Linked DNA regions of Xenopus laevis: region 2 is linked to region 1. The links are chromatin contacts, called in public Hi-C maps. All regions are on one chromosome and are shown on one strand. Each heading gives the region's core, a stretch centred on a gene start, on an enhancer-like site or on the middle of the called end of the contact. The rest is flanking DNA. Distances are from core to core; before and after follow the strand shown.

Evidence for each region. A called contact is a pair of places that touch in the nucleus more often than the background predicts.
Region 2: a Hi-C map of the XL177 cell line shows a contact between it and region 1, with 2.9 times the contacts expected there. The contact joins two enhancer-like sites. A contact is called at or near these places in 2 of 4 Hi-C or Micro-C datasets (the XL177 cell line and the XTC cell line).

What each region holds. Positions count from the first base shown.
Region 1 is chr5S:98,232,875-98,237,441 of Xenopus_laevis_v10.1, reverse strand. All of the region lies in intron 24 of pld1.S (phospholipase D1), which reads right to left. Among protein-coding and RNA genes, the nearest start is that of tnik.S, 53 kb to the left of the region's middle. Within about 2 kb of position 2,086, at least 1 of the 7 cell types and tissues checked has an H3K27ac peak or open chromatin away from gene starts, as enhancers often do.
Region 2 is chr5S:98,485,129-98,489,695 of Xenopus_laevis_v10.1, reverse strand. No RefSeq gene overlaps it. Among protein-coding and RNA genes, the nearest start is that of slc2a2.S, 8.0 kb to the left of the region's middle. Within about 2 kb of position 2,280, at least 1 of the 7 cell types and tissues checked has an H3K27ac peak or open chromatin away from gene starts, as enhancers often do.

The DNA of each region.
Region 1 (4,567 bases), core at 837-3,336:
GAAATAACCTTAAAGTACAAATAGACTAAGGTGGGAGGCATTAAAGATTTATATACCGACACTGAAGAATGCATATGAAACGTCACATTATTTGTGATTTACATTGACTTTTAGAACAAGCCATATTGAGTATAAGTAGAGGCATAATTTCCTAAGAAATGAAAACACTAACTATTTCTCTCAGTCATTAAGAACTGTGTATATATATTTAAGATACTGATGAAGAAAGCATGTCCTGACACTTCTCAATTCAGTCCCTTTGTTTCTGTCATGTTGAGAAAGAGAAATGTGCAGAGAATTAACAGGATTCAGGAGATGCTTCCTTCATCAGTAAACAAAGCTTTTTACTGGTCCCCACATGAAAAGAATAGCGTGGGGCACTCCCAACTGGAAACCTGAAGGCCACACTCGGCATCCCCTAGAAAATCTGTAGTCCTCTGCCCACCTGTGGACTTCATTATCATTTCAGTACAGCTGTGTTCGGAATAATAGCAGTGTGTTTAAAAAAGTGAATAAAGTTCAAAATCCTAAATAAAACAGCTTTTATTTCCTTACACGCAAATGCATTGGGAACACTGTACATTCTATTCCAAATCTAAACATGAAGAATCATTTATCAAATGTGTGTTGTTCCTTTACAGAAAGTGAAGAAAAGGGAATATTAGGCTTCTTTACAAACGCAAATATATAATATAATCACTATATAATCACTATATAAACTGAAAAATGTTTCAAGAATTTGCTTTCCTTTGAATCACTGAACTAATATTTAGTTGTATAATCAGAGTTTCTGCTGCACATCGGTGTTACATGGAGTCCACCAACTTCTGGCACTTGTTACACTCCACAATTCTTCTATACTTCTTGGTTTTGCCTCACAAGTTTCTATTGGATTAAGGTCCGGTGATTGGACTGGCCACTCCATAACGTCAATCTTGGTGGTCTGGAACCAATATGTTGCTTGTTTACTGGTGTGTTTGGGGTTGTTGTCTTGTTGAAATCTTGCTTTCATCAGTCCAAAAAATGTTCGGCCATTTCTTTTTAGGCCAGTCAATGTGGTTTTTGGCAAATTGTAACCTCTTCAGCACGTCGTTTTTTCGACATTGGGACTTTGTGGGGACTTCTTGCCGATAGTTTGACTTCATATAGACATCTTCTAATTGTAACATTACTCACAGGTAACTTTAGACCTTCTTTCATCTTCCTGGACTTGATCATTGGCTGAGTCTTTGCCATTTTGACTATTCTATCCATTCAAATGGTGCTTTTCTATTTTCTTCCACCTCTTTCAGGTTTGGTTGCCATTTTAAAGCATTTGAGATAATTTAAGATGCGCGGCCTATCATTTTCTGCACTGCTTTGTATGATTTCCCCTCTTTTTAATCAAATTATGATGTTCTTCTGAACAATGTCTGGAACGACTCATTTTACTTTTCAGAGAGAAATGCACTATAACCAGCACGCACAACATTTGTGTCTTCCTTGCTTAAATAAGAGCCACCATTGATACCTGTCTTTTCACAGAATAAATGACCTCACTAATTGAACTCCACACTGCTATTATTTGGAACAAACTATTATTATTTTGAACAAGCCTCAATGAATGATTTAATTACACAGAATCAGCAACATGCATATGTCATGACTTTTGGGTTTGATGGTTTTCTATTACTCTACTACACCTACTAGTAAATTATTTGCCATGTAGAAATACAATTTGTGCCAAAAACATTGATTGATCGGGTTAGTGATGTCAGAGTGCTATTATTCAGAACACAACTGTATAACTTACCCAAGCAGGTGTAAGAAATTGCCATCTTGATTTTGTTATTTAATATGAAAGCTGTTGTTCAGGGAACTTACATGAAGCCCTGATTATCATGACAAAGGTTTTCCTGTGACTACTAAGGTCTATGTCTGCTGTGGGGACCATAAAATGGATTTTGTATGCGAGAAAACTTGCTCAACAGGATGTAGGCAAGTTGGGGGTTTATCACAGCATCTTGGCAGTTGGGAGGGTTTCTGTGGGGGGCAGATGAGAACCCAGGATAAAAGAACGGTGGACAAATGTGAGGGAGCTGGGCATCTGAGAGGAGGCAGGAGAGAGCTGAAGAAGCCAGAGGAGCCTGGGACAACATGTGAGGAATGAAGACCAGAGGGGAAGGCAGAGATGACGCTGAACTCTATTCCCCTACTTTTTTGGTAACAACAATGTAGACTTGTGTAATGGGTAACTGTAAATATTGTAATTATTGTTTCGTCTAAGTATAATCATTTACGTATGTAGAACAATCAATTGATTTATTTTACAATACATCACTTTACTATACGCTCATTGGTGTGGATTCATTGTCTGCTTGCTCAAAAGAACCAGAAACCCTAGTAAGTGGGTTGAGGTATATTGATATTATTATTAATGATATAATATACTATAGAAACTTATACAGGTTTTATATGAATGTTATGCTTCACAAAATGAAAAAATCTGGGCAGCTGAGAAGTGGACATCATTAAAGACAACCTGCAGAAAGCACATTCACCACTGAAGCAAAGATGAGGTTTTTCCACTGACATACAGAAGGCAGCAGCCAGAACTAAGTGGTTGATATTTTGTGCAAAAGAATATGCAAATGTGTGTGTTTTGGTTTCAGCTACACAGCTTTTCCCATAGTGATATGCAAGATTCTGAACTTGTCTGCAGAAAATGCGATGCTACAGAAAATGCCAAAAACACATCACATTTCAAAGCACTTTCTGTTATTCAAAAAACAGATTACAGGTTCATCAGGTTTAATTGCTAAACTTGACTTTGATTCGAAAAAGATGGAGCGCATTCTGACAGAGATCCTACTGCTAAAATTTGTTTTCCACAGACAAGGAAGATTTCAATGGAGAATGAATGAAAACTGTTTGTCTCTTGACTTCAACAAAATAACTATTTAAAGTGAGCCTGACTACTCTTTGTGGCTTCTGTAAAGCTGGCATTTACCTTAATACTTAGAAAAAAATAGAAAAATGGAGCAGATTGGATCAAATAGATACAACTCTTCCTAATCTTATTAGAGTGCTGAGGTGCACTTGGGATGGAGACTATCAAATGCCATGTTTCCATGGGACTGTAGGCTGTATTAAAGGAATTGTTAAGTATAAAAATAAAAACTGGGTAAATAGAAAGGCTGTGCAAAATAAAAAATGTTTCTAATATAGTTAGTTAGCCAGAAATGTAATGTATAAAGGCTGGAGTGACTGGATGTCTAACATAATAGCCAGAACACTACTTCCTGCTTTGCAGCTCTCTTGGTTTCCACTGATTGGTTACTAGTCAGTAACCAATCAGAGACATGAGGAGGGGCCACATGAGTCATAACTGTTGCTTTTGAATCTGACCTGCATGCTAAGGATCAATTGCAAACTCACTGAGCGGTTATGTCCTATGTCCCCCCCCCCCCTTAAAGTTGCTGACTAAGGGGGGAATTCACAAAAGTGCTTTTATTGAGACTAAATAAAAGTGGAGATAAAAATGTCGGATTTGCCACAAAATTCACAAACCTCTATCTCCACTTTTGTGAAAGTGTCCTTTAAACAGACTGTTTTCAGATTTTGTCTTTCGTACAACATTTTAACAACATTTTTCTTGAATTTGTCTTTAGCTCTTACTATACCTGTCAGTCAACCATCAAATTGGAATTTTCAGGGGTTGGGGGATTATTTTACCTAGGAGAATTATACATAATTTTTTTCAGGATAACCCGGGCTTTCTAACTCTGCCTACATGTTTGTGCAATTCCACTTCTGAAACAAGATATAAGGGTATAAACAAAAGAAATGCTATTTTGCACATAATACGGATTTGTATCAGAAATATGTTTTTTTTAATCTTAAATCAAGTGTCTATGTGCTGCTAAAACTAAAAAAAATTGCCTGGGAGGCTTTGCTTTTCCTTTAGATAATATATTCACTCAAATTGCTAATATTGCCTTATTCATTAAGCTAAAACTAGTAAAACTACATAAGTTTTGTTCAAAACTTTTTACATATAAAATACACTTTTTTTGTTTAATTGCTGTTTATTTGTTTTGTTAATGAGGCTTTTTTACCTATATAGGTTTAGTCAGAAATGTGTGCCCTGACTATAAAATGCTAATCCCCATTAATCCTATATAATAAAGTTGAAGTGTCTCTGCGTCCAGTCCCTGTGTCCATGGACTGTCTCTGGCGAATTTTCTACATATGTTCTAGCGCCCGTTAATTTAACGGGCTTAATGTCTAGTATGATAATAATTCCCCAATGGGGAACCTACCAGAGGTGTGAAATAAAGATTGACTGAACCAAAGCAGAGCAAGTTATCTTAGAATTGATCAGACACAGGAATAGTTACACTGAGCTTTACTCCATTTTTAAAATGTCGGGAGAAAATGCTGTTTAAAATGTTGTTTTTGTGCCGTTTTTATGTCGTTTTCATAAAAGTGTCTGTAAACTGTCTTTCTTTCACTAAAAGCAGCCTATTTACCCAGTTTTATTTTTACGCTGAACTGTTCAGTTAAGTCTTTATTTCTATGACACAAC
Region 2 (4,567 bases), core at 1,031-3,530, 250 kb before region 1:
CTGGCCATAGATGTTGAGATTTTTAAAAGATCAGATCCTGATCGTGAGACCACGATCTTCTCAGAACGATCGTACGATCGTACAAATTTACCATCAACTAAAAAGACCAATTTGCCCTGCAAACATAGAGAGATTGCACTGGGACCGACAAAGATTTTTTGACCTGGCCGATCAATTTCGCGACAGATGTCGGCCAAAAAATCGTAAGATGTACGATCGTTCGAATACCACTAACCGCACAATAATTTCGAAGGATTGGTCGGACTTCCCTAAAATCGGTCGTTCGGCAAGAAGAATCGTCGCGTCTATGGGGAGCTTTACTGGTGGGAGTTGTACTGAGTTGCTCATCACTGACCAATTGTTTTGTCCAGCAGATATATAAGAAGATGCACGTTATGTAAAGTTATGAATATTTTGTACTTGTACTTGATCCCAATTTAGATATACGTAATCCTTATTGGAGGCAAAACAGTACTATTGGGGTTATTTAATCTTCAAATTAAGATAAAATATGGAAAGACCCCTTATACTGGTTCCAATCATTCTGGATCCCATTCCTGTATATCATAACATCATCTTTGCTTGCTATTTTTGATTTTGCCTGATGCTTTTACACTACCTATCTGATCCCCATGTTCCTCTATGAGAGGGCCGCCATATTTGTGCAGCAGTAGTCCATTAGCATTAGAAACTATTGCACCTCCTGCACCACCCGCTTCTTCATCTCCAGGGTGCATGAGAGAATATTCACAAGCGCACCCCCCACAGCCCCTCCCCCCCGCATGTGAACATGTGTAAAACTCCTGATGCATGCCAAATCACTTTCCCAAAAATAGGGGAAGGCACGGAGAAAAGACACATGCCCATGGCCCAGCTGCCCCAAACTGTTTCAAATATTTTATTAAAGGTTTACCATAAAACAAGCAGAATTAAAACACAGCCTGTTAAGATGCAGTCACGAAGACTTATATATATGTATATATTTATATATATATATATATATATATCGAATGTGAAAAATCCTCAATAATCCTCAATAAAAAGTCCTCAATAAATAGCTCTCCCAAACTGTTGCGCTCTAGGCACATGACTCTACCCCTATCTCTGCCCTTGTTAGAAACTCTAACTGACAGGTTGAAAAGGGACAGTCAGGTTAAGGAACTTCATGACCTATAGGTAACTTTTTATGTACATTAATAATTTGAAAGGTATTTTTTTCTTGTCAGTATCACTTTAAGTCAAGCTCTCTCATTTAACCAGTCAAGTTGTTACCAGATTGTACACTACTTACAAGTGTCAATTATGCAACCAAGGGCTCTGACTTCTGCTCCTTCCTATCATATGTTCATATCTCCTCGATCCCTCATCCATACTGGGTGGTGGCCCAGCCTAGCAAGATAATTACTGAGAACTTAGTTTTAGGTGTTAGCCATTTCTCTCTATAGTATGGTCATAAATGACTCTCTGATGTGGAGTTTTGGTTAAAAATTAACAAACTTCTGGTTAGTTTAAGAATACTTATTATAGGTGTTAAGAGACACTGAAATAGTAATATAATTATATTTTCTTAATATATGATAATAGTTCAGTAAGACAAACACATATAGCAAAAAACAGTTAGTGTGCCCTTAAGGAACAGCTGTGAATCTGCCTTCAGCCACCAGACTGTACTGCCACTGTAAAGCAATTGGAACATCTTGTGCAAAACATAAACATCTCAAACACGTCACTCCAGGCATCCAGGGGGAACTATTCTGAAAATTAAAAAAGAAACAAACCACAGAGATTTAAACATCATATTTCTGTAAGTATCTGTAGAAATGATTTCTTTGATGCAAGATCCAAGTATGTGCTGGGAAGAGGTTATTCAGGGCGAATGTGTGTTGATGTATATTAACTCACAGGAAACTGGGTCAGAATGATGAGCTTTTAATAAAAAAAGAAAAAATATTTAATCACCTTATTTTTAAAAATAAACACAAGTGGATGATCCGCTGTTTAATAGGGATAGTAAACAACATATATATGTGATGTAATGGAAATATTGTAATCCTCTAATCTCTTGTTTCACTGTTTCTTCTGCCTATTTCTTTTATACACTGATAATCTATAAAACAAGCACTTTGAAAAATATACACTCAAGGGGCTTCAAAGAATAACAAGCAAAGTGCAAAGTCTTTTTCGGCTGCTGTTTTCTTTAATGAGAACTTAAAAGAAAAAGATGTAACGTCTCCTGACCTTTGGTACAAGGTGTATACTGGGAAAGCTGTTTGGCCTGTTCTGCTCATTGCAGGTGTAAGGTAACAGGCCTGTAAATGGAGAGGAATGCACAAGGGCTGCTGAGAAGGGAGAAAACAACACGGGACTCAATGTTTTGGAGAAAAAGGTATATATATATATATATATATATATATATATATATATATATATATATATATATATATATATATATATATGAAACCAATTTCTCTGTCAGAGGTCATACCAGGCATTTTATACAATCCTGTTCCCTTCTTCAAGTTTCCTCTTAATTTGCAGAAAAACATTTTACCACCAGTGATTAAATGTTAGGGATTTTATTATCAAATATTATTTTTATTTGTATAAATAAACACAATATTCTGCAGCACTGTACATAGGGTTGCCACCTGTCCGGATTTCACCCGGATGGCCCGGTTTTTAAAATTCGGACAGGACATTGAAGTGACATGGCGATCAGCCAATCGCTGATCATCAGTCCCGCCCTGATGTAACCCGCCCCCCGACATCACTGGCCCACCTCCTGCCCATTTGCTCCGAGAAGAAAAGATGACAGCCCTAACTGTACACTAAATGGGTGTATACATACACATTATATATAAACACTGACTTTTACAGCTGGTAAAGAGGGACCTGCACAATAGAACTTAAAGGGGTTGTTCACCTTTAAATGAACTTTTAGTATGATGTAGAGAGTAATATGCTGAGACAATCTGTAATTGGTTTTCATTTTTTATCATTTGTGGTTTTTGAGTTGTTTTTTTTTTTTATTCAGCCGCTTTCTAGTTTGCAATTTCATCAATCTGGTTGCTAGAGTCCAAATTCCCCTAGCAACCATGCACTGATTTGAATAAAAGACTGGAATATGAATAGGAGAGGCCTGAATAGAAAGATGAGTTAAAAAAGTAGCCTTACAGAGTATTTGTTTTTAGATGGGGTCAATGACCACCATTTGAAAGATGGAAAGAATCAGGAGGCAGCAAATAATTAAAAAAGACTATAAAAAAATAAAATATGAAGGCCACTTGAAAAGTTGCTTAGCCATTCTATAACATACTAGTAAGGAAAGTAAGGAATGATGAGCTCTGTGGTGCTACTTCCACTTTTCTGAATTTCCTTCAAATGAATGATGTGCACATTTTATTATTGCTGATTTTTGTTTCCTCCCGGTGGTGTATGTTGGAAGTGTCACAAGAAACACTGTCTCTGAAAACCCACAGGAGTAAATTGCATTTAGTTCAGGGCGACTTGTGGCACCTCCCAATAATGTAAGTGGAAAAGTATCCACAGCAAGTAGTAGATGATCAGCTATTGACAGTCATTATGCCCCATGTACCCCAATAGCTCTAGGGATACAACTACACCCTCGGCTAATTATTGAATATAGAGAGAGCACAGGACACAAGATGCAAAAGGACAAGGTGCAGAAATATAGCTTTACGGTGGATACAAGATTGTGGGTGCAATGGATAATTTGGTTGTACATAAGAGCCAGTCATGTTAAACCCAAACACTGCAAATACTGGCGATTTATTTTGCTAGGTCCCCGGACTGAAGTTCAACTGATACCAGTCTCTTCTTATCACAAGGAAATATCAATGTACCACCACCAGCCACCTGGTTCAACCATACATATAAATACATGTCAACAGATGTGTGTACTTAAGAACCGATTCAGACTGGGCCCCCCTCCATGCCCCCTGCCATAACTCTAGGTCCCCCCAGACCTCTCCAAAGCACTGCGCTGCTCCTCCCCCCCTGCACTGCGCCATTCTGTTTTTGCCGCGACTGCCCCAAAGAAGGGGGGTGGCACCAGGAAGATTAGTGCAGGAGCGGCTCTGGGCTGGTTGGGCACACAAGAGCCGGGGGCCCACCCTGTTTTTTTCACTAAAACTTCCTTAATATGATTAAGTGCACTAAAAAAGATACTTTTACTAAATTTCTTAAGGAAACCTCATCTGTTTTTTTTTGCATGTTTTTTTTTAACCTGTCCTGAACATATTTCCTTTGAAAGGGGGTATTGGATTGTACTGAGTCTTGTAGGTAATTAACATAAAAGCACAGAGGATCTTTAAATGCAACGATACTTGGGGTGTGGAGGCCCAAGAGAAGTAGCGATCACTGGTCTTAAGGCTATGGACACATAGACTCCAGCTGTTGTCAGCTTGTGTATATTTGCAGGCTGAGAGAAGCAGATCTGCTTAGTTCCCCTGTTTCATGGATTAGAATCCGATCAGCCTGTGAGTGCTTACACACACAGTGATGCTGAAGCTGAGCTCAGCCCAGAGATGTCTCTATTTGCATATTT